2 separate regions of the Xenopus laevis genome follow, and region 1 is linked to region 2. A link is a contact called in public Hi-C data. All regions are on one chromosome and are shown on one strand. Each heading gives the region's core, a stretch centred on a gene start, on an enhancer-like site or on the middle of the called end of the contact. The rest is flanking DNA. Distances are from core to core; before and after follow the strand shown. Region 1 holds the start of bcar1.L (BCAR1, Cas family scaffold protein L homeolog). Region 2 overlaps bcar1.L (BCAR1, Cas family scaffold protein L homeolog).

Region 1 (4,091 bases), core at 64-2,563, 55 kb after region 2:
TGTATGCGGCCCTCCGACGGGCTTCCCCGATCGATATCTGGCCGAAAGTTGGCCAGATGTCGATTGGACGAGACTAAAAATCCCGTTGGATCGTGGGCCGCATCTGCTCGTTGATGCGTCCCGCGATCCGACCGCCCATTACCCATCGTGAGGATCCGATCGTTGGGCCTTAGGGCCCACGTTCGGATCAGCCCGATATTGTGTCCTGCGATCCGACCCGTTACCCATCGTTACGATCCTATCGTTGGGCCCTAGGGCCCACGTTCGGATCAGCCCGATATTGCCCACCTCAAAGTGGGCATATCGGAGAGAGATCCGCTCGTTTGGCGACATAGCCAAACGAGCGGATCTCTCCGTGTATGGCCACCTTTATATCATTATCATTAACTGCCTCCTCCATCACCTTTCTCCTGCCTGAAGTCCTTTCTCCCTACTCAAACCTCTATCCTTCTGTAAGGGTTAGTTCACACGAGGAGATTTGTGGAGATTCTGTGCGAAAATCTCCGCGAACTGTGCGACAATCTCCGCGGACTACCTCCGCGAGTCTTCCCATCTGCTATAATGAAAAGTCTCCTGCGATAAAGCACACGTGGGGCTGCGTTATTCGAAGTTGCCTCACGAGGAAACTTCGTATGACTTCGGGAAACTAAGCGCCGCGTGTGCTTTAGCGCTGGTGACTTTTCATTAAAGCGGATGGGAAGACACGCGTAGGCAGTTCAGGGAGATTGTCGCCCAGAAGAAGAAGCGATTTGTCGCACAAAATCTTCCAGAATCTCCTCTTGTGAACTAACCCTAAAGAAAACTCAAAAAGTATAAGAGATTTCAAACGTGCGATCCTCCAGCTGTTGTTTCACTAAAACTCACTACACCTCCTAGTGGTCTGCTGAGAGGGTCGGCACTAGGACCGGTAATGAGCAGTGACTGGAAGGTCGCAGGTTGGGCATTGCCGCTCGGCTGGCAGCGCGCTCACCTTCCCCCACTCTCCAGTATTGTCTCTCCCAATTGCCAGTTCTCCCCTGCGCCGGAGAGGAAACAGACAGGACAAATCTCAGCACTCACCAGATAGTTCATTGTTCCAGCTCAGTCTGCTCCCCCCGATGTGCGTGGAATCCGAGCTGCTTGCTGGAGCCGATATGGAGCCTACAGACGCTTGACCGAGCCGATCAGTCTATAGTCGGCATCTCCCTGTGCCGGTTATTGGATCCGATCGGTAACCAAGTGAGATGTGACAATGTCCTGGTGGCGCTGAGTCTTTGTCTGCCAGGCGATCACTGTCTCCGTTCAGTGGCTTCTGTCATCCTTCCTGTCGGAGCCCCAGGCGATAGCGAATGTATCCCGGTCAGTGACAGGATCTCCGCGCTCTCAGTATCGCTTATCCGGCTTGCTACAGGCAATGCTAGCAGCACGGTACTATTGGCTCCTTCTCCCCACAGTCTCTGCCTTCCACGGCAGTCTCTCCCAGGCAGTCTCCCCGTGTGACAGTCAGCGGGTGTCTCTCAGGCCGGCAGTCTCTCGGGCAGGCAGGGGAGGAGTAGATTCCGAGGGAGAGCGAACATTATCCCATCAATGCCCCTTTGCCAAGGTTCGCTCCCATTGGTTACTCGGTCTTTCCCATGCAAATAAGGGGAGAGGGCGGGGCTTGGGAGGTGTGACGCTACTTCAGTCTGGAGCCCTGAGGCTTGGGATTTATGGCAGGATTACTGGAGGATGGAGGGAATAACAGGAATTCTTACTGGCCTTAGGCTTTAGACGCGGGGAAGAATCCCCCGCTCATCTGTGCTTCTTCCAGGAAACTGCCCCTAATCCTTCGCCTATGGCTCAGGGCTGACTACGGAACTCGGTTTTCCGCTAGGGGAGCCATCTTCTCCTTGAGGAAGTTTGTTCACTGAATCTCGCCGCTTTTTATCCGGTCATTTGAGCCTTTGTGCCTTGTTTGGCTAAACGTTGCTCAACGCCTACATTTTTTTTATTGTGGTTCTTCGCTGTTCTTTCTAGATACAACAATACTCATGTCCAGTGTGAATTCATTGCTTGGCAAAATCCAAGCAAGCATTTGGGACACTGAAAGTAGTTTTCTGGAGTGGAACAATGGTACACCCTTTTGTTCTGTTGAGAAGTTAAACTATTTTTAAATACATACATACTAGAGTAGTAGTTATAGCTGTTTCTGTCAGGGGAGTAATTAACTACAGAGGAACAGACCCTGTGGCAGACCATGAGGCCCTAATTCTTATACAATTTCAATAAATATTGGCAAAACACATCAACCTCTAGACATTTTGGGGGCCTGAAAAATAATTTGCAGTTGGGCTCATTAATATCTATTTACACCACTGGTTTCTATCCATATCTTAAAAAAACTGCAGACGACTACAACTTCCTGAGATAAATAACCCATTCCTTACTGATAAGCTAAATCATTCTTTTTTTTATATATAAAAGATAGAACTACAAGAAGGATTTATTCAGGTTTTGTAGCTTACATTTTATCTGACCAACAGGATTCTGTCATGAAACGGCAAGAGATTTTATGTGTCTGTGTATCTTGACAGCGCTATATAAATAAATGATGATGTGTCTGACATTATATATTTCAATGAGAAGTATCAAACCCTTGACCACGTGGTAGCTCCAGGCAGCGGCGTTTCAGGAGCTGCTGCCGCCCACCTCCCGCTTTCAACATTTAGCGTCGGAGTGGGTCCAGGGGGGGCCTCATCACTAGTGCTTCAACAGGTCCGGACTGAGAATTAAAATAGGCCCTGACATTTCAGGTACACAGAGGCCCAATCAGCCCACATAGAGGCCCAAACAGCCCTCACCAGCCCACTAAATACTGACTTTCTATGGGACCTTATAGCAGCCTATTTGGCATTTGCCAGAACCCACAGATTGCCAGTCCGGGCCTGGCTGCAAGTGCTATTGTGCTTGCTGCACTAGCAGAGCCAAATTTCAATGTTAGAAAATGGAAATTCGGCTCTTAAAGTTACCAAAGGTGGCTTTTTGATGCCACTGCTGTCTGCTCCATGCCGCCTGAGGCAAGGTTCTCACCTTGCCTCATGGCAGGAGTGGCCCTTGCTCCAGGGATCCCACAGCGCCCTGCATCAATTGCCGCAGTGCAGCTACAGCAAAAGAAAAGGGTGAAACATCAGGAAATTAAGCCAGGCAGACTTTGAAAATTTGTATTGCAGCGTGCAGTTGCATTCATTTTTGGCAAATCTGGTACAATTGCTACACATACAACAATATTTCTGTAGCTTTACCATAAAGAAAGAAGTTTGAGGAAGAGCACCAAAAACAGTTGCTATGGCAACTGCCTGAAAGTGCTCGCGTTCAGGAAATTGGTTCTTGGAAACAACAATCAGCAGGCAAGGGCTTTCCTGCCATGGCATGTGGGTTGATTTCAGACTACTAAAAATCATCTAAAAACCAAAGTGCCCCAAATCATCCAGTGTACCATTATAGTCCAAACCCATTGGCATTATACAGTGAGCCAGTGTATTATTGTGTATTTATAGACTTTACATGCTGCATTTCTTGTGCTTGACTGGCGCTAAATAGATGACAGATTAGAGGGTTGTAATTGGAATATGAACACAATATATGTGTTTTTAAAAGCTCAGCATTAGTGATGAGCGAAAAATTCACCATGTGTTTTGTTAAAAAAACACCAATAGACGCCAATGCATTTTCAAAAACAAAATGTTTTTCGTGCAAATTTTTCAGTAAAGCGAAAATCGTCAGATTCTCCGATCACTGCTCAGCATGTGTTTGTAAGCACATTAAAAAAGCTTGTGTGTCACGTGATAAGTGGGAACGTGATAGGGACTATAGAGGAAGCAGACCCTGCAGTCGGGGGTCCCAGGGAACAGGGGGGCCTGAACCATGGGGGTCTGCTTTGTCTATATGAGTATGAAACTCAGAGCTTTTCATTACTGTGAGTGGGAAGAAAGTATGCAGCAAGCTTGAGACGCTGTGGGGGTGTGGGCTGGGCCAGGTAGGGCAGGGGGAACCCGGTGCACACAAGTAACGTCAATGGTAATAGCTGTAAAGCACTCTGGATTATGTTGGCGATATTTACATTAACGGTAATA
Region 2 (4,355 bases), core at 323-2,822:
GTCACTTGGGCAAAAAAAAAAGATTGAAAGAGTTAATGCAAAGGATGGGCTGGTTTCAAGCTGCCCTTGCAAGCTGAGGCCTGACGTTTATTGCTGCGCTGGCAGTTGAAGTTCCAGAAATACAGAGTCTTAGGGCAATGACCCAGCGTACTTGTAGAGAGCACCGCCTGGAAAATTCCTGATGCAACATCCTGTATCTGAGTCCCAAATGCTGGCTGCCTTTCTCCCAGCTGGTGCTTTAGGGTTTAAAATGCTATCCATTTCAGTATACACAAGATTGACGAGTGGAGATCCTCAGCACTGTGTGTGGGACAAACATACATCACATTGTTTTCACTCTACAAAGTTAAACTGACCAAAGCCCCAAGTGTTTGTACACGGCTGCTGCATAACCTATGATTTATGGGTACAGACACACTTACTGTATAGAGGGATGGGCACAAGCAGCTAATACCTGCAGCAGCGGGCAAAGCTGAACAATTAAAGACACGCCCAGATTCCAGACAAACTTTAGCAGCTTTCACAATAGGATGCACCCTATTCCTAGCACAATAGAGAAACATTTTAATTTGGTTACTAAATACTGGTATAGGATCTATAATCCGGAATGTTTGGGAGCATGGGGTTTTCTAGATAAGGGATCTTTCTGTTATTTGGTTGACTAGATCTTAAGTCTGCCAAAAAACATTTAAACATCAAATGAACCCAATAGGATTGTTTTGCCACCAATTTGGATCCATGCAGTTTAGTTACCTTTAACTAAATGGTATTGTTCATACCGCCCAACTGTCCTGTTTTCAGAGGCTCAGTCCCTTGTTTGTACTGGAAAGTCCAGTTTTTCTCTGCACTGAACAGGCAGAAAAAGAAACATGTAAATATGTGCAAACTTTCATAACCTGCCAAATTTCGTAAAATTAACATGGTTATTAGGGGGTGTGGTCACAAAAATCGGCGTGGTCAGAAAATTCCCCGCACTGCATGGAAACTTTTTTGTCCCTCTTTTTATTTCCAAAATGTTGGGAGGTATGGTATTGTTTGTTTTTTTTAAATAAAAAGGAAATCATTCAAAAAATAAAATGATTTGCTTAAAATGGACTCTTATGAGGGATACAACGAGGCCAATGCTAATATTTTAGGGGGCTGTGAAACTAATTTGAGAGAAGACTGGTAAAGGTTCAAGAATAATCAACCTGGGAGTTTGTGGTTAAACATGGTATATGCCACAGTACTAATCATGTTTTATCAAAATAGGAAAGGTACTGGACCAGGTTGTGAAAGCTTTTTGTGGTATCTTGTTCCCGCATGTTATGTCCTCGATAAAGTGTGATTGCTATGCCAGAGCAGATCATGTTTTATCAAACCATGGACAAAGAAAGAATTTTATTTTAGCTGTAGTGACGATTACGAAACCACTGTTGTTAAAAAGCTGATTTAGTTCTTTACATCTGCGATATTTACTTTGTTCTGGAGACCTGCACAGCACTAACAACGTAGACAATGAGAACAGAGTGCTTGGTACAGACAAAGAAGAGCCGGTCCCACTAAACAAAAGGAAAGGAAATAGCTGTGACACACACATCTGTGGGGCGGTATAACTGCCAGCTGAAAGGTCAGTGTGAGAGCAGAAAGTCAAACCTTCCCCCATTACCCTGTCCACATTAATGTGAACCAAGTTATTTACAAGGGTGCTGAATATCACAGGGAAAAATGAGGCACTGAGGTATTGTTTTGCAGGATTTAGTTAGAAAGAATATATCGCACTTTACTGTATGTGTGTACATTCTCCACTTTGTGCATACATATAATAAAGTGTCCTGACTTCACCTTTATTTGATAAAAGCATAATGCCCCTTTCCCTTGAAGCCAATTCCAAAGTGTCCTATGTTTCAAATTTAGAATGTTGGTAGGTATTTAATAGAATACAATCAACGGTGAGGGGTGGGAATCCTTCAGACTGCCCTTCTGGGAGCACCATCTGACGCATTTCTCAATTGTAAAAAACTCTATTGTAGCTCTAATGTATTGTATTTTAATATGCAAATGGGTGTTTGGTTCAGCATATCTTTTTACGAAGGATTCTGTATTCATTTGAATCCAAATATTGTGGATTTGGAAATCTTAATTTTATGGATGGGAATTGCCCTAGTGGGGTGCAGTCCAATTTCTATGGTACGGAGGGCCGGAATTTTTCTGGCCTACATGGTGGAGAGCCGATAATGGAAGCCTGTGTTGACCACTGCCTGTTTTAAACCACACCCACTTTAAACCACACCTATGTCACCACAAGAATTTTTAAGACCATGTCCACATTAATGGTGGTAGTACACTAAAAAACCAAATGTTTAGTGCTCAGTGCGGGGATATAACTGAGGACATAGACCATAGGGCAGGCAGAGTATGGTACACACAGAGGGAAGGCAGAATACAGCAGGAGACAGGGAAACCAGGATCACTCTAAAATGAACATTTCATACTGTGCTACATACAATGCTGGTGCCCTCCAGTTGTTTGTATGAGGCGTAAACAGGTAAACAATGTGGACACTTTCAGTTTGGGTCTGAGGTGTGAACAATAGAGGTGTTACCAATGTGAACAAAACAGACGTGAACAATGTAGGATTTTACTGTCTGAATTTGAAATGTCAACAATGCAGGGGCCAGTTAATCTCAGCAGTTTTATGTGTGGGGGGCACACAAGAGGGGGGGGTCGCAGCCGCCAGTTGGACAGCACATGGAGTGCTCTCCTACTCACTGCATATGGGTTTCATTGTACACTTTTCTGATTACTGCATGGCTAACCATTAGGGTTGCCACCTTTTCTGGGGAAAAATTACCATCCTTCCTATGTTTTCACATTTTCTCCTAACTAATAACATTGTGCATCATTTTTACAGCCCAAGCAAGTAAAATACCTTCTTCACCATAAATACAATTAAATATTCTGCATCATTTCTGAAATAATCAAGTTTATCCCTCTCCCAGAATCTGTTTCTCTTCATTCTCTCTTTATGCAACAGTTGGGTGTCAGATAATTATTAACACTTAAGGTGGCCATACACGGGCAGATAAAGCTGCCGATATCGGCCGTTTGGACCGATTTGACAGCTTATCTGCCCGTGTATGGGGGCTTCCGACGGGTCTTCCCGATCGATATCTGGCCACGATCTCGTTCGGGAAGGTTGGATTTTTAACCGACCGACCCGTCGGAGCCCCATTGGCGCATCGTAATTTGATCGTTCGGCCGTTCGAATTACCCCCGATATAGCCATGCCGTTAGTGGCATATCGGGGAAAGATCCGCTCGTTTGGCGATGTCGCCAAACGAGCAGATCTTTGAGTCTATGGCCACCTTTAGATCCAATATATCTTATAGAGGGGGCTTCCTTTCCTAACAGATGTATTAGAGCTCATTCAAATAACTGGTTCCAGCACAAATACAATCTAACATAATAACTGTCTTTTGCACAAATCCAACATGTACAGAGACATGATGTCTGGTGATTTTAATAAAGTGAGCTCTAATACATCTTCTAGGCAAAAGGAGCCTCCCTATAAGATAGGGATCTAACTGTCAATACATATCTGACAACTAACTGTCAATAAATATCTGACACCCAACTGAGTCCTGCAAGAAGAGAGAATGAAGGGAAACAGAATAGTGAAGATGAGCTTGATTATTTCAGAAACAGTACCGAATGATTAATTGACTGTATTTAGAGTTTCTTATTTCAGTATGCTGAAGCTTGTATTAAATTTTCATTTTCACGGTAGTTCCCCTTTAAATACATTCTCTGATAGTGCCAGTAGAAGAAAAAAATTCAGTATTGCAGGAATATATATGTAATGAGGTTGATTCACAAGCGCTGTGTTAGCCTGGGCATGAAGATTCCTTCCACCATGGCTATAAAATTGCTAAGAATATGTTTAGGCACAAATATGTATTTTATTGTGCCAATCTGCCTCTGGCATTGAAATCTAATTGCTGTCTCTAAGTTAGGAAGTGTGAAGCACAGTCCAGGACTGAGTGGAAACTACTTATTTTTTTTGCAATCTTAAATTGCAAACTGTTTCCCATTCTTTCCAACTGGAGCAACTTGTACTACGGAAATATTTTTCCTCAAAATATGACGAGCCAACTGGGACCTATAATGTCCTGGGCAATACACGCACACAGACATATATAGTTTGTCATTTTTAAAAAATTATATATAAAAAAATATTACTATTGTGTGGTTAAATATTTAAAGAAAAATACATATATGTGCATCTTGCAAATTCATAGTGAAATGGATTACATCTCTTGTACTCAGCTTCCTGCTATGTTTTTTGCTTCTTAGAGTGGTGCACAGCTTTGTAT

What was found. Hi-C and Micro-C count contacts between places; a contact is called where the count stands out from the background.
Region 1: a contact with region 2 is called in a Hi-C map of the XTC cell line, with 1.7 times the contacts expected there. The contact joins the promoter of bcar1.L here to the enhancer-like site in region 2. A contact is called at or near these places in 2 of 4 Hi-C or Micro-C datasets (the XL177 cell line and the XTC cell line).

What each region holds. Positions count from the first base shown.
Region 1 is chr4L:41,107,928-41,112,018 of Xenopus_laevis_v10.1, forward strand. It overlaps bcar1.L (BCAR1, Cas family scaffold protein L homeolog), which reads right to left and starts at 1,314. Exons shown (of 7, transcript NM_001089651.1): 1 at 1,060-1,314. The coding sequence starts at 1,071.
Region 2 is chr4L:41,052,634-41,056,988 of Xenopus_laevis_v10.1, forward strand. All of the region lies in intron 2 of bcar1.L (BCAR1, Cas family scaffold protein L homeolog), which reads right to left. Among protein-coding and RNA genes, the nearest start is that of hsdl1.L, 49 kb to the left of the region's middle. Within about 2 kb of position 1,573, at least 2 of the 7 cell types and tissues checked have an H3K27ac peak or open chromatin away from gene starts, as enhancers often do.